Linked DNA regions of Mus musculus: all the other regions are linked to region 2. The links are chromatin contacts, called in public Hi-C and HiChIP or PLAC-seq maps. All regions are on one chromosome and are shown on one strand. The core of a region is the stretch at or near the end of the contact, and the rest is flanking DNA. Distances in the headings are between cores, read along the strand shown.

Region 1 (2,950 bases), core at 275-2,774, 210 kb after region 2:
CTGGCCAGTGACAGGGAACACTAATGCCTGCTACATACAGACAGGTGGGCACATCACTTCATGTCAAGGTACCATCCATCCATCCTGGTGCAACTGGATGGTGTGTCAGCTGATCACGGGGGCTTGCCTCCTGCATCTTCTTCCAGGCCCCTCAGAGCTGTACTCATGAGCAAAGTTGACTGAAGCCCTTTGCCTCCTCAGCACCTTAAGGCCCACATCTCTACCAGAACAAGCACTTAGGTCTAAGTCCAGATAAAGAAGCTAGGCGACATCTTTCCTATTCCTGATACTCTCCTGTACCAGAGGAACGGCTCAAGAGTAGGATCTTCGTGGCAGTGAACACTGCCCTTTGCTGTGAAGCTCTGTTCTATTCCTTACCAGAGTAACTCAAAACATGGGTACCAAGTGCTGCCTGGTGCGCTTCCTGAGAATGCCTGTGACAGACACACATGAGACAAAATCAGAAGCAACAAGCAGCAGGGCTTGCTCTAGGCTGTGGACTCTGGGGTTAAGGGAGACTCTGGGGCACACGGTGTGAGGGAACAAGTGAGCAAACCTGGAGTCCCTGACATCTGTACACAGAAGGAGAGGGGGCCCTCTGTGACCAGGACAATAGGAGTGCTTGAACAGTGCCTCTGGAATCAAGGGCAGAGGCCCTTCTCCAGCAGAATGAAAGCAAGCATTGCCTGTCATTCTCTCTCTCTCTCTCTCACGCAGGCTAAGTAATAAACCAAGGGGCCCAAACCGTAATCTGCAGGATTGTCTCTGAAAAGAGGGGAAGGACTCTGCCAAGCCCTTACTCCTGAAAATGTTTCTTTTCACTCCCAGAGTGCGAGCAGCCTTCTTGGAAGCTTAAGGCCTCGGGTCCATCACTTCTCCCCAGACCTTCTGATTTTAAAACAGGGCTTTGAAAGAAAGAGCAAATGAAAGAGACTGAATCCATGTAGCTATCTGTCCCCTGGCCAGTGGAGATGGGTCAAGAAACGCTCTAGCGGGGAGACACAATGGCCTTCTGGGGAGTCAGGAGAGTGGGGATCATTCTAAGGATGACAGGCTGGGAACTGTGGTCAACCCACTCATGGGATAAAGAACTAGGGTACAGGGACCCATGCACATGGGTCCCTGGCCTAAAATGTATGAGTGGAGACAGATGCCTGACTCAAAGCACTCTGGGATCTATCACAGTCACCAAGGGCTGTCTGTCAAAGGTTGTAGGGGCTAGTTTCCTCAGGCCTGGGCTCAGCAGGAACTCCCTGGCTACCAATGGAAGCCAGAAGCATCCCAGAGAATAACTACAAATGGAGGAGGGAGGGCCAGACTAGAAACCCAGAGACTAGCAGGAGGTCCCCAGTCAGACTGCTCAGGGAGTTCCCCCATGGATGAGGAGGCCATCCATCAGAAAGGGCGTTGTTGGGGCCTAACAGCTCTAACGGCCATGACTCTGTGATTCCATGCTCTGGAACCTCACCCCTCCACAGCGGTGACTCGTCCCACCTCTCGGTGACTGCTGCTGTTTTCCTTTCCTGAGCACCCTTACCATTCAAGGCAAGCTAGCAATGGAAAAGCAGAACTCTAGATGAGGCCCTGTCTTCCCTATATTTCATGTCACTAAAATGGATTCAGATGTTTAGGGCAATCAATGGCCTAAGCGTTAGCCTCCAGATGGCTATCTGAGGCCTAGGGCCTCCTCTGCCCAGGCTGTAGGAGACTTCATGAGCAGTAAATGGTGCCATGAAGTACTTCCACTATCCACAAGGCAGAGCTGGGAACTCTCTCTATTCCTGTCACACAAGGGCAAGAGAAGAGTAGGGTAAGGCCCAAGGACAAACACTGTCAAAATCACAGAGGCCACACAGGTGACAATCTCCTGAGGCATCTATCTCACTGCAAGCTGAGCCAGTCTATGAGACTATTAAGAGTCCCGGAGGGGGGTGGGGGTGGGGGAGGAGAACAGCCCACCGTGTCACGTCCCAGAGCAGCTACCATGCTCTTTCTATGGTTTGGATCTCACAAAAGGAAGTGAGGTTTCACCTGAACTCCAGGGACACAGCCCAGGGTTCAGACACAGGGGAGACATGGTAGGGAACGGCGGCCTGCCAAGATGCCATGGAGGCAGTCCCACACTGATGCGCCACCACATGTCACATTTGGCACGAGCCACTGAGCCTCACCCTTCCACCTACTCATACTCCACACCGCTAACCGTCAGAGAAAAAGACATGGCTGACTCTGAGAAACCCATTTGAACCTCCTTTCCCATCCCACTCCCTCCATCCTGTCTCTTCTTCACAGTGCCTCCCAGAGGGAGCAGGGCACTGTCCCTGGTGGTCAAATGTAGGGGAAGGGGAAGAGGATGACCCTATAATCCCTTTCCCAACTGCAGCCACACAGAACCAGCACAGCCAAGGCTGAGGAGAGGCACCAGACTGAATGGCAAGCCCACGATAGCAACTCCAGTTCTCACCTCCCCATCTCTGCTCACCGGCTTCGAACCATGGCCTCCCTACTCTGCTGACACCTCCCAGGCCCCAGACCTTCCTTTCAAGATTTAGAGGCTGTAGCCTTGCTCCTGTGCCAAGCTAGGGGCTTTAGTTGTGTCTTGAGAACCAACTAGACTTATTGTTATTATTGTGTTGATCGCAAGGCTGCATCTCTGCAGGAGCCCACACTTCAAGGCTAGGTTGTCTGCAAGTTCCTCCACATACCCGATACTACCTGTGCACAAGACAGGTAGCATCCGAGTCTGACATAGCATGATAAATATCTCTGATACAATTAGAATCACAGGCAGGAACCTTCTGGTGTCAGAGTGGTAAAATCAGGCTGGCTACTCACACCCTCAGGGACCTAAGCATTTCTCCCCAGAGGTGCAAGAGTCCTTCCAGGATGTCATAGATCTGCAAAAATGTAGCTGGCTGGGCTTCCTCTATGAGATCATCCAGACAGGGCG
Region 2 (3,104 bases), core at 426-2,925:
AGGCAAATTCAACAACTGAGACCTTCTACTGAGGGAAATGTGGAGTTACCAAAAACTCCTTGTTGGATCAATCAGTCACACAAATGCACACAAAGACAGAAGACATCTATTATGTTTTACACTTTCATATCCTGAAAATAATGAACACAAAGATAATTAATATGCTTTATACAAGATGTTAATCAATAGAGTCAAATCTTAATCTCAATTTCAGCTACTAGCACCTGGGAGGCAGAGGCAGGAGAATGGCAAGTTCCAGTTTGAGGCCAACCTGAGCTACAGAACAAGATTGTCTCTAACCACCTTCCCCACCAATTATTATTTTAGTTACACCTCTTAATATCCATAAAACTATCAACCAAGTTTCCTTACCTTAAGTGGGTAGAATCTAGTGATAGTCTATTATGTTTTACTATACTGCGTAACAATAAGAGAACAAAAATTTAAAAAGAATGTGTAATGGCATGGTGGTGTGTGCACTGGAGTAGCAGAGGCAGGAGGATTTCTCTGAGTTTCAGGCTAGCCTGCTCTACCTAGTGAGTTCCAGGCCAGCCAAGGTTACACAGTGAGACCCTGTCAGAAAGAAAAGGGAGGGGAACGACAAATAATCTAAGTTGTCATAATTCTGTACATTTATCCACAGCCCATCAACACGCCAAAATGTAAAACCCAAACTAAAACAGAACCCGCTAAGGATGTTTTCAATTCTTGGCGGTATTTGACGCGAACCATAAGTAACTTTTTACAAAAATCAGTATACACGGTTGGTGCTTATTTTTAAAATTCATACTATTTGTAAAGAACTAGAACTGGGTTTGGTTCACAACAACACTCTATTTAAATATTATCTCAGTGCTTCAGTGGGGGCGGGGAAGTACCCTGGTGCAAAGATCATCACATGAAAAACGCCAAAGGTGGTAGAAAAAATAAGTTTGTCATTTATACAAAACCCCCAAACCACCGCTTAGTCCCTACATTATAGGGTCCCAATAAGCAGCAGGCCCACTCCCCACTCCCTTCCCCAAATACCCTCGTCACCTTTAAATAAATGACTTTCTCGAGGTCTGATCCTGTAGACCTCAAATTCACTAGAAGTTCAAAATTCAAACTCCTGTGCGCAGCCCAGATCAACTCAGTCAACGGTTTGGGAAGTGGAACCTCGGCTCACCAACTGGTTTGCTTTTTCCCCCCCACACACACCAAAGTTTGAAGACCACAGGCGCCGCCTTGGGCGTCCCCAGACGTCCCCAACAAGCCCCGCACCCGGCGGGGCCACCCCCACCCACCCACCCACCGACCCACCGCAGCGGGGGCGGCAGGGAGGTTCCCCAGGAACCGAGAGCAGCCCGGGCGGCCGCCTCGCGTCCCGGCAGCGCTCCCGCACCCCGAACCCCGGTCCTCACTTCTTCCAATCGCTGCTGAAGAGGCCGAAGGCGCCCGAGGGAGAGATGGTCGAGGTGGCCTCCTGCCCGAGCTCCGCCGCCTCCCCTCCTCCCGACTGCTCGTTGTAGGCGAAACTGTTGCTAGACATCGCGGGCGGTGCTGGCCAGCAGGCGGGTGCGGGAGAGAGCGTGCGGGGTCCTCTACGGATGGCTGGCGTTCGGAGGACACCGAACCAAACTAGTTCTGGGGCGGAGGGGGCGCGCGCCGGCGCTTCCGGGCTCGTCACTGCTCCGGCTGACCGGGCGGCCCACCCCCTGCGCGTGCGCACTGTGTCCGTGCGGGCCCGCGCCTGCCGCTCCCGGTGCGCTAGATTGTCGCGCTCCGGGTGTTAGGGGCTGCCGGGAAGCTACACTCGGGACCCTTAACAGGAAGCTGGGGTTTTGCACCGGGTCAGCCGGAGAGTCGTGGGCACGTAAAGAACTGGATATGAGGCCCTTGGATGCGTTTTGGTGGAGGAGATCTCAGATCCTCCAGGGTTCGTTGCTTCTCTTCTGCTGTCCACTGATCGCTCCCCGATGGCTCCTGAAACGCGGTGCACAGGTCGGAAGAACTTGGCTTCAGCGGCCACAAGCTCTCAGCCCTCGAGGCTGGCTTCCGCCCCTCTCACAGCCAGAGTGGCCTGACGTTCTAGACGTGAAAGCTCCTCCTTCGGAGGAGGCTTTCAGGATCTGCGCGGAGGCGATCATCCGCCTGCAAGCTTTGCCTAAGTTTTTCCTGGGGCCCGAGGTTCTTACTTGAAGTTCGAGGCTTGCGTCCTGCCCGCAGTCAGCTGCCGCGAGCTAAGCCTGGGCCAGAAGCTGGAGTGCGCTCTCCTCCGAGCGCCGCCTGCTTCCACTCTTGGGCAAGTGGCTTTCCAACAACACCTAAGCAGCAAGATGGGATGGTTTCTGGCTGCAGAACTGCAACCCTTCTGTCCCGGGCAGCTTTCCAAGAGGACCCTCACCAGCCTCCCTGGTGACTACCGTTCCTTCGTTCCTCTTTCCCTACACATGCGGTCCAGAAAGGACTGAATACCTGCAGCCCTGCAGCAAATCACCAAAACCCAAGGGTAGCACCAGGCAAACACCAAGGTCCCACCAAGATTTCTCGACTTGACTGAAAGATTGCGTTGTCTCTCGGAAAACACGCTCCTCCTTAGTGCTAGGAGAGAGAGGAGCAATCAGCCTCCAAACTGACCAAACGTTGGCGGTTAATTAGCTTTTCAATACACCTATCCAGACAGTGTTCGAGCATCGCAAATATGTTTCTTCCCAGTGTTGATGATATTGATAGATTTGTAGAATCTCTCCTACGACTGACTGATCGATGGTGATGATACATAACAAGGTGTTATATGATGCTTAGCTTATACCCCAGACACTATACTAAGTGGTGTGCATGGATAAATTCATTTACTACGGGAAGACACTAGGCTTTGCTTATTTTGTCAAGTAATGACAATGTGAACACATCCTCAGTACAAAATATACCTGAGTATATAATTGTTTTTATTTTGGAATGTAAACGCTTTTACTAGATATTCTAAATTGCTCTCCTACCATTTACGTATGAGAGGGATTTCCTCACATTCTCATAATTTTGTCATAATGTGATATAGATTTTTGTGTTCTAATTAATTTTTATATTCATGTTGATAATGAATATGATTATCTTTCATGTGA
Region 3 (2,870 bases), core at 49-2,548, 170 kb after region 2:
CGGGGTAGAGGATCAGGCCGAGGATAAGGAACAGACCTGAGGGACAGAAGAGAAAACAGGTGAAGCCTTTGGTGCCTAGGCAACCTGCAGCATCTGCCGGGCCCTTATGGTCGCTGGCTTTGGGCGGGGCCATCCACTCTACAATAGAAAAGTGTTAGTGTCTTGGATAGAAGCCTGACCTGAATAGCCAAGGTCACTTTACCAGGCACACTTTTAAGTATGGAGTCTAGATGAGGGGGAAGAGAGCTTACCTAGTATTTCCAGCCAGTTTGTGTATGGTGGCATGTGACTCCACCAGTGAGTTTGCTCCTGTTTCTTGGTGTTAAGAGGCTTACTAAGGCCAAATATGGCTTTACAAAGGGTCTGAAGAGATGGCTCCGCAGGAAGAGTGCATATTGCTCTTGTACAGCACACGGTTTGGTTCTAGCACCCAACGGTAGCTCACTACCGGTCCAGAGGACCTGACAGCCAGCCTCTTCTGACCTCCATAGGTACCAAGCATGCATACGGTATACATACATGCCAAACCCAATAATAACACATAATAAAGTTTTATTAGAACACATTAGAACAGAGACATGCTTCCTTCTGAACACCTGGCCTGCAAAACACAAATTATGATCTAGCTTTTGACAGAGCTTGCCAATCACTGGTATAAAGTAATTCACTCAGAACCTTGTGGCCTCAGCCTAGTTATAGACAAAAGTCAGGAGCCTTAAGACTAACTCTTAACCTACACCCACGAAAAGCATTGTTTGACCTGCATGCCAAGGGGAGAGGTGTATGTCTACGCCTCTATAGAAACAAACTGCCAGTGTCATGGCACTTTGCTGTCTAAATGGCTTTCAGTGAGCTCCGCCCTGCACACACACCAGCACACACGTACCCCACTCGGCCAGCACTGTTCTGGCCCTCACTGCTGCATGTTCACAAGTCACAGGGTTTCAACAATTTAGAGGTGGTTTCCTGCCTGGTCTAACCTAAGTGAGGACTAGAGAAACAACTTTAGGTAGTGGCCTTACCCTAGGCCTGGCCACTCACCAGTACAAGCAGCTCACGAAGAAGGGGAAAGGAAACCATGATTCCCAGTAGAATGTCAGCTGACAGCCCTGTGCTGTAAGGGAGGGCGGGTTTTAGTCTATGGCCAGACTAAGCTCTAGTGTGGTAGCTAAAGAGATGGCAGCAGCAACAAGGACCAAGGATTGGGGCCTTTGTAAGTGAAAGGCTAACAGGGACAATGCACTGTGTGTGGACAGCTGGGGACAGCAGTCTCATGCAGGGGATGGAGTCAGTTCCAGAGCTCACAAGTGGATGAGTCATTTGTCATTCCAAGCCTTGCCTGAATCAAGACCTGCCTGATTCACCATCATAAAAGTGTACCAATCTTAAACCTAAAGGGTGGGTGTGGTTTGTAAAGTCTGTAAATGGTATTTCTGTAATAAAACAAGACCTACAACTCTTAAGCCAAGCCAAAAGGAAAAAAAAAATAACAGCTGCAAGTGAAATTTAAGGGTCACTAGGAGATTGGAAAATCTAGAAGAGAAAAACAAATAGCTCTCTTATGTCCAGTGAGACTGACCGTCTCCCAACAAAAGGAGCCCATCACTGGGCCACTGTAGGGGTGAACTAACACTATGCTCTTCAAACTATCGCACAAAGCACAGCGGGGACAACCACTACAGTTACAGTTTTAAAAGTCAGGAATGCTAACCCTAACCCTGATACCAAAACCAGATATGAGAACATGCCCGAGAACAAAAGCCACAGACCCACAGTTCTCAACACAGTCATACACCCAAGACATCAACACCACGGCCATCTTGGTTTTAATTCCAGGGCTGCCAGGACAGTTCAACAAATGTAAACTACAACAGAGAAATAAGATGTAGGGACAAAAATCTACACCATCTCAGCCGATATGGAAAAGACCTTTGACAAACTTTAACATCCTTTCATGTTAAACTTCAAAGAACAACGCATCTGGGGCTGGAGAGATGGCTGAGAGGTTAAGAGCACTGACTGTTCTTCTAGAGGTCCCGAGTTCAATTCCCAGCAACCACATGGTGGCTCACAACCATCTGTAATGAGTTCTGATGCCCTCTTGTGGTGTGTCTGAAGGCAGCTACAGTGTACTCATATAAAATAAATAAATCTTAAACAACAACAATAACACATCTCTAAGGGTTTATATGAAAAACCTCTAACGTGCACAGGAAATGGGGGAAAATTACATCCAGAGTTAGGGGCTAGAGATAAAGGTCTACTACAATTTTAGTCAGTATTGTGTTTGAAGTCTTACCGCAATAAGGCAATAGAAAGAAATGGTACAAACAGAAAATGGCTGAGAGGATAGGTGGACCCCAGAGCCCGCATCCCAGGATTGCTCTTGCTCTTGATGTGCCTTCTTGTTTGCCATTGCTGTGTTCCTCATTGTTCTGACAGGGCGTGATTGGGCAAAGAAAGACCCCTTCTGCCTGTAGTCGGTTATGATTGATTCCTGGGTATTAACCCACCCCATTGGGCAAATTTCCTGCAGACCCACTTTCGTGGATTAATGCTGTTTAGATGAATTAATGATTTTATAGACTTCCTGATTTGATTCAGATAATTTTAGGAACTTATTAGAATAACTGATAGAAAGTATAAGGGAGATGGTTTAAGTTGTTTTGCCAAAAAGATATAATAAAGTTAGAATCCAGAATAAAAAGTGTCCCCTCCTCATAGAATGTAAGTAAAGGCTGCTGAGAAGGAGTCCAGTGAGCTTCCGTACGGTACAGGCACACACTGCATGAGGAAGAAAAATAAGCTGGGAACAAATTAATGACCAAAGACAGCATTCGCTCCAGGTCAGGCCCAAGGACGAGGCCACA
Region 4 (3,275 bases), core at 423-2,922, 150 kb after region 2:
GGTTAGCTTTTCTCAAATGTCTTACTATGTGGCCCGGGCTGGCCTTGAACTTGGTGTCCTCTTGCTTCAGCCTCCTGAGTACTGTTTATGGGCATGTGTCTCAACACGGGACTTACAGGTTGCTTTTATATTAGAAATCTCACCACATTATAATCTAAAATTTAACAACAGAACGACTATCTTAACTAATATAGTAAAAACATGTGACAGAAATCCAGTGTCTTTTTAGGTTAGGAGAGTGAGTAAAGTTAGAAGTAGAAGCGCGGTTTCTTCCCACTGCAGAGGAAGTGTACTGCCAACGCCTGGAGCGCATAGCCAGGCGCTGTGTGCAAGGCTGAGAGAGCTTTCTGTCTAAGGTCAGGAAATTCACAACATTTCTGGCCAGTATAATTAGGTAAGAAAGAAAAGCATCCAGGTCTGAAAAGAAGCAAAACTGTATTTATAGATCCATAATCATCTCTGTAGAAAATATAAATGGAGATAAATATTCTACCATGGCCCAGAAGACTCCGTGTTCCTAAGGTGTGAACTTTGTCAGTGACCCTGAAGGTCTGCAGCATAACCCCAGTGAAAATCCCAGCGGGCTGTTGTCCAGAAATATGATACTGTTCTTCCAAAGATGTATGGAAATACCAAAGCCTTGAATATTTAAAGCTAGTCTACAAAAGAACAGTCAAGATGGCATACTGATATGTACTCCCTGGTCTGAAGACCTGCTAGAATGTGCCACTAGTCACAGTGATGTCTTCATGTCAACGACATTGTACCATAAAGAGATTAACAGTCTGAACATGAAAATGAGTCCTTCCATATGTAAAAGCCAATTTAAAAAAAATCAAAGCTATTTACTTTTATTATGTGTGTGCACTGTGTGCCTGTTGTGCTGGCAGAGGCCAGAAGAGGGCATCGGGTCCCTTGGAATAGGAATTGTAGGTGGTTGTGAGTTATGTGACTCTTGGCAACTGACCCTCTACAAGGGCAGCTATTGGGAATCTCTCAGCACACCTTGAGGAAGATTCAAAGCTCAGAAAAGGCTGTCTAAGAACCATTGCTGGAACAGTTGGCTATCCTTGTGTGAACAAAATTCAACCATACCTTACTTTCAGAAATAAGCTGGGTTTTTGTTGTTGTTGTTGTTGTTTTTGTTTTGTTTTTTTTTTTGTAATTTTTATGACAGAATAACATGTCATACCATGTTTTCAGAAAGCCAGTTCAAAGAACACACGCACAGATGCAGAGCTGCAAGACTGATGGGGGAGACTTGGCTTTGCTAAACTGTTGTTTGTTTGTTTTAATCCAGTACCAAAAAGAATGAGTAGGCAAATTGGAATTCATAAAAAGGCAAAACTTTTCCTCTGCAGACACTTTTGGGATGCCTCAAATGCAGACATGCTTCTCACACATATGCACAGATTGCAAAGACAAGCCCAGACGACCGGAGACTTTTGCCAAGCTTGTATCTAAGTAAAGGCTGGTATATCCAGAATATTTTTAAAAAACTTTCAAAAATCAAGAATAAAGAAGAAAATTTAGTTAACACACCAGGAAAAGATTTTAACAGTCTAACAAAGATCTATGGATAAAATGAAAAGTTGCTGAACAACAGTGCTCACTAAGAACATGTTAATCACTGCTAAGTATGGCATCAGCTTTGTCAGCGTCTTGTCACTGTAACAACACACACCAGCTGAAGAGAGAGGTCTGCTTGTGATGTCAGCATTGTGAGTCCATGATGGTGGGCATGAGGGGGCAGATCCAGCATGGCAGCCAGGAGGCAAGAGTGGAGCAGGAACAGGAGAGGCAGGATAAAGCCCCCAGCATGCCCAGTCACCTGCTTCCTCCAGTCCCCACCTCTGCCACCTCTGCCACCTCTGCCACCTCCGCCACCTCCCAGCAGTCCACTCAGATTCTGAATCCAGCCTGGGTTTAGGGCTTAAACTACTCATTAGTCCTGATGTAATTTCCTTAGAAAAGCTTGAGGCCTGCTTTACTGATCTCTCCCAGAAGTCTGCCAGCCCAACCCACTTAACCATCACAATTGGACATGCTAATTAAAATGGCTAGGGTTGCACACATGACCACAGCAAGTGTGAATGAGATGCAGAGGACCTGAAAGACTCACTGCAGTGTGAAATGGAGCGACCTTATAAGTCAGCAGTTTCTTAAACACTTAATGTATGTTTACCACATGCATTTATAGGTGTTTACCCATGATAAAAGGAAACCTGTGTCCTTATGAAGATTCACACATAAATGCTCACAGCAGCGTGATTTGTAATAGCAAAAGCTGGAAACGACATGCTTTCCCACCCCAGTGAATAGCACACAACGAGCCAAACACAGACAGAGTCACTGTTAAATGCTGGAAGCAGGCCAAGAAAGAGCATGGACTGCATACATCCCATTCATACAAACCCTAAAAAACAGCAAGCCCGGATGACAGGAGGCTAGGTCAGAGGAGGGAGGAGGGAGGAGGGAGGAGGGAGGAGGGAGGAGAAGCTTAAGATAAGTTCTCAGTGTCAGTGGGGTAAAGTCCAGATAAATACATGTTGATACTTACAAATTACATGTTTTAAGTAGTTTGTGTTGATTCTATAAAGTAGTTCACTAACAAAGGAAAACTGGGGCCTGAAGAGGTGGCTCAGTGGCTAAGAGCACTGGCTGCTCTTCCACAGAACTCAGGCTTGATTTCCAACACACAACCATTTGTAATTCAAGCCCCAGGGGATCTGATCTTTTCTTCTGGCTTCCAGGGGCACTACACACACATACTTACACACAGGCAAAACAGCCACATACAAAAACTAGAAGAGAACTTTTTTTTAAAAGGAAATCTGAACTTTCTGTTGAGGTGGATTCTGGTGCAGCTGGAAGTTGAGTGGAGTGACCCAGGGATGGTCGTGGTTGTTTGCACAGAGGGTTGCTGAAGTAGGCCTTGGGTCCTCTCTCGTTTGCCTCCTTATGGTTTGGCGCGCACGTGTGTGTGTGTGTGTGTGTGTGTGTGTGTGTGTGTGTGTGTGTGAGAGAGAGAGAGTGTGTGTGTGTGAGAGTGTGTGTGTGTGTGTGAGTGTGTGTGTGTGTGTAGGAAAGTGCTGTGAAGACTGACAGTCTCCCCCTTTTCTTTTAAAGGAGCGACAGTTCCTTCAGGTTCTTTGTGTTCTTCTTCGTCTATATTTGTCAGTTTGCTGTCCATGTGCTCCAGGCTGCAGGATTTCATAACTGGGGAAACTGGTGAGTTATTTACTGTTTTTAAGTTGCAAATTTAGGTTTGTATA

Evidence for each region. Hi-C and Micro-C count contacts between places; a contact is called where the count stands out from the background. HiChIP or PLAC-seq counts read pairs in DNA pulled down with a chosen protein or histone mark.
Region 1: an H3K4me3 HiChIP or PLAC-seq map of bone marrow-derived macrophages shows a contact between it and region 2, with 3 times the contacts expected there. The contact joins the enhancer-like site here to the promoter of Ap3b1 in region 2. A contact is called at or near these places in 4 of 484 Hi-C or Micro-C datasets (Sertoli cells, bone marrow-derived macrophages, embryonic fibroblasts and 1 more) and 2 of 115 datasets of contacts at active chromatin or transcription factors (acute myeloid leukemia and bone marrow-derived macrophages).
Region 3: an H3K4me3 HiChIP or PLAC-seq map of bone marrow-derived macrophages shows a contact between it and region 2, with 2.1 times the contacts expected there. The contact joins the enhancer-like site here to the promoter of Ap3b1 in region 2. A contact is called at or near these places in 4 of 39 promoter capture datasets (the 3T3-L1 cell line, hippocampal neurons, liver and 1 more), 1 of 484 Hi-C or Micro-C datasets (DN3 thymocytes), 4 of 115 datasets of contacts at active chromatin or transcription factors (bone marrow-derived macrophages, embryonic stem cells and pancreatic cancer cells) and 4 of 9 other capture datasets (adipose tissue, liver, macrophages and 1 more).
Region 4: a Hi-C map of the N1E-115 cell line shows a contact between it and region 2, with 3 times the contacts expected there. The contact joins the enhancer-like site here to the promoter of Ap3b1 in region 2. A contact is called at or near these places in 6 of 39 promoter capture datasets (the 3T3-L1 cell line, HPC-7-derived erythroid cells, hippocampal neurons and 2 more), 9 of 484 Hi-C or Micro-C datasets (the N1E-115 cell line, adipose-derived mesenchymal stem cells, bone marrow-derived macrophages and 5 more), 7 of 115 datasets of contacts at active chromatin or transcription factors (bone marrow-derived dendritic cells, bone marrow-derived macrophages, embryonic stem cells and 1 more) and 2 of 9 other capture datasets (embryonic stem cells and macrophages).

Annotation. Positions count from the first base shown.
Region 1 is chr13:94,149,160-94,152,109 of GRCm38.p6, reverse strand. All of the region lies in intron 2 of Lhfpl2 (lipoma HMGIC fusion partner-like 2), which reads right to left. Among named protein-coding and RNA genes, the nearest start is that of Lhfpl2, 93 kb to the right of the region's middle. Within about 2 kb of position 1,524, at least 18 of the 459 cell types and tissues checked have an H3K27ac peak or open chromatin away from gene starts, as enhancers often do. A contact at or near this core is called in bone marrow-derived macrophages and embryonic fibroblasts, where this site is marked.
Region 2 is chr13:94,357,531-94,360,634 of GRCm38.p6, reverse strand. It overlaps Ap3b1 (adaptor-related protein complex 3, beta 1 subunit), which reads right to left and starts at 1,675. Exons shown (of 27, transcript NM_009680.3): 1 at 1,404-1,675. The coding sequence starts at 1,531. It overlaps Gm9776 (predicted gene 9776), which reads left to right and starts at 1,712. Exons shown (of 1, transcript NR_045619.1): 1 at 1,712-3,104.
Region 3 is chr13:94,189,014-94,191,883 of GRCm38.p6, reverse strand. Lhfpl2 (lipoma HMGIC fusion partner-like 2) reads right to left here. Exons shown (of 4, transcript NM_172589.2): 4 at 1-36. It overlaps LOC115488151 (a long non-coding RNA gene), which reads right to left. Exons shown (of 2, transcript XR_003950582.1): 2 at 2,282-2,870. Among named protein-coding and RNA genes, the nearest start is that of Scamp1, 95 kb to the left of the region's middle. Within about 2 kb of position 1,298, at least 47 of the 459 cell types and tissues checked have an H3K27ac peak or open chromatin away from gene starts, as enhancers often do. A contact at or near this core is called in bone marrow-derived macrophages and pancreatic cancer cells, where this site is marked.
Region 4 is chr13:94,210,533-94,213,807 of GRCm38.p6, reverse strand. Scamp1 (secretory carrier membrane protein 1) reads left to right here. Exons shown (of 9, transcript NM_029153.1): 7 at 3,130-3,231. Among named protein-coding and RNA genes, the nearest start is that of Scamp1, 73 kb to the left of the region's middle. Within about 2 kb of position 1,672, at least 14 of the 459 cell types and tissues checked have an H3K27ac peak or open chromatin away from gene starts, as enhancers often do. A contact at or near this core is called in the N1E-115 cell line, where this site is marked.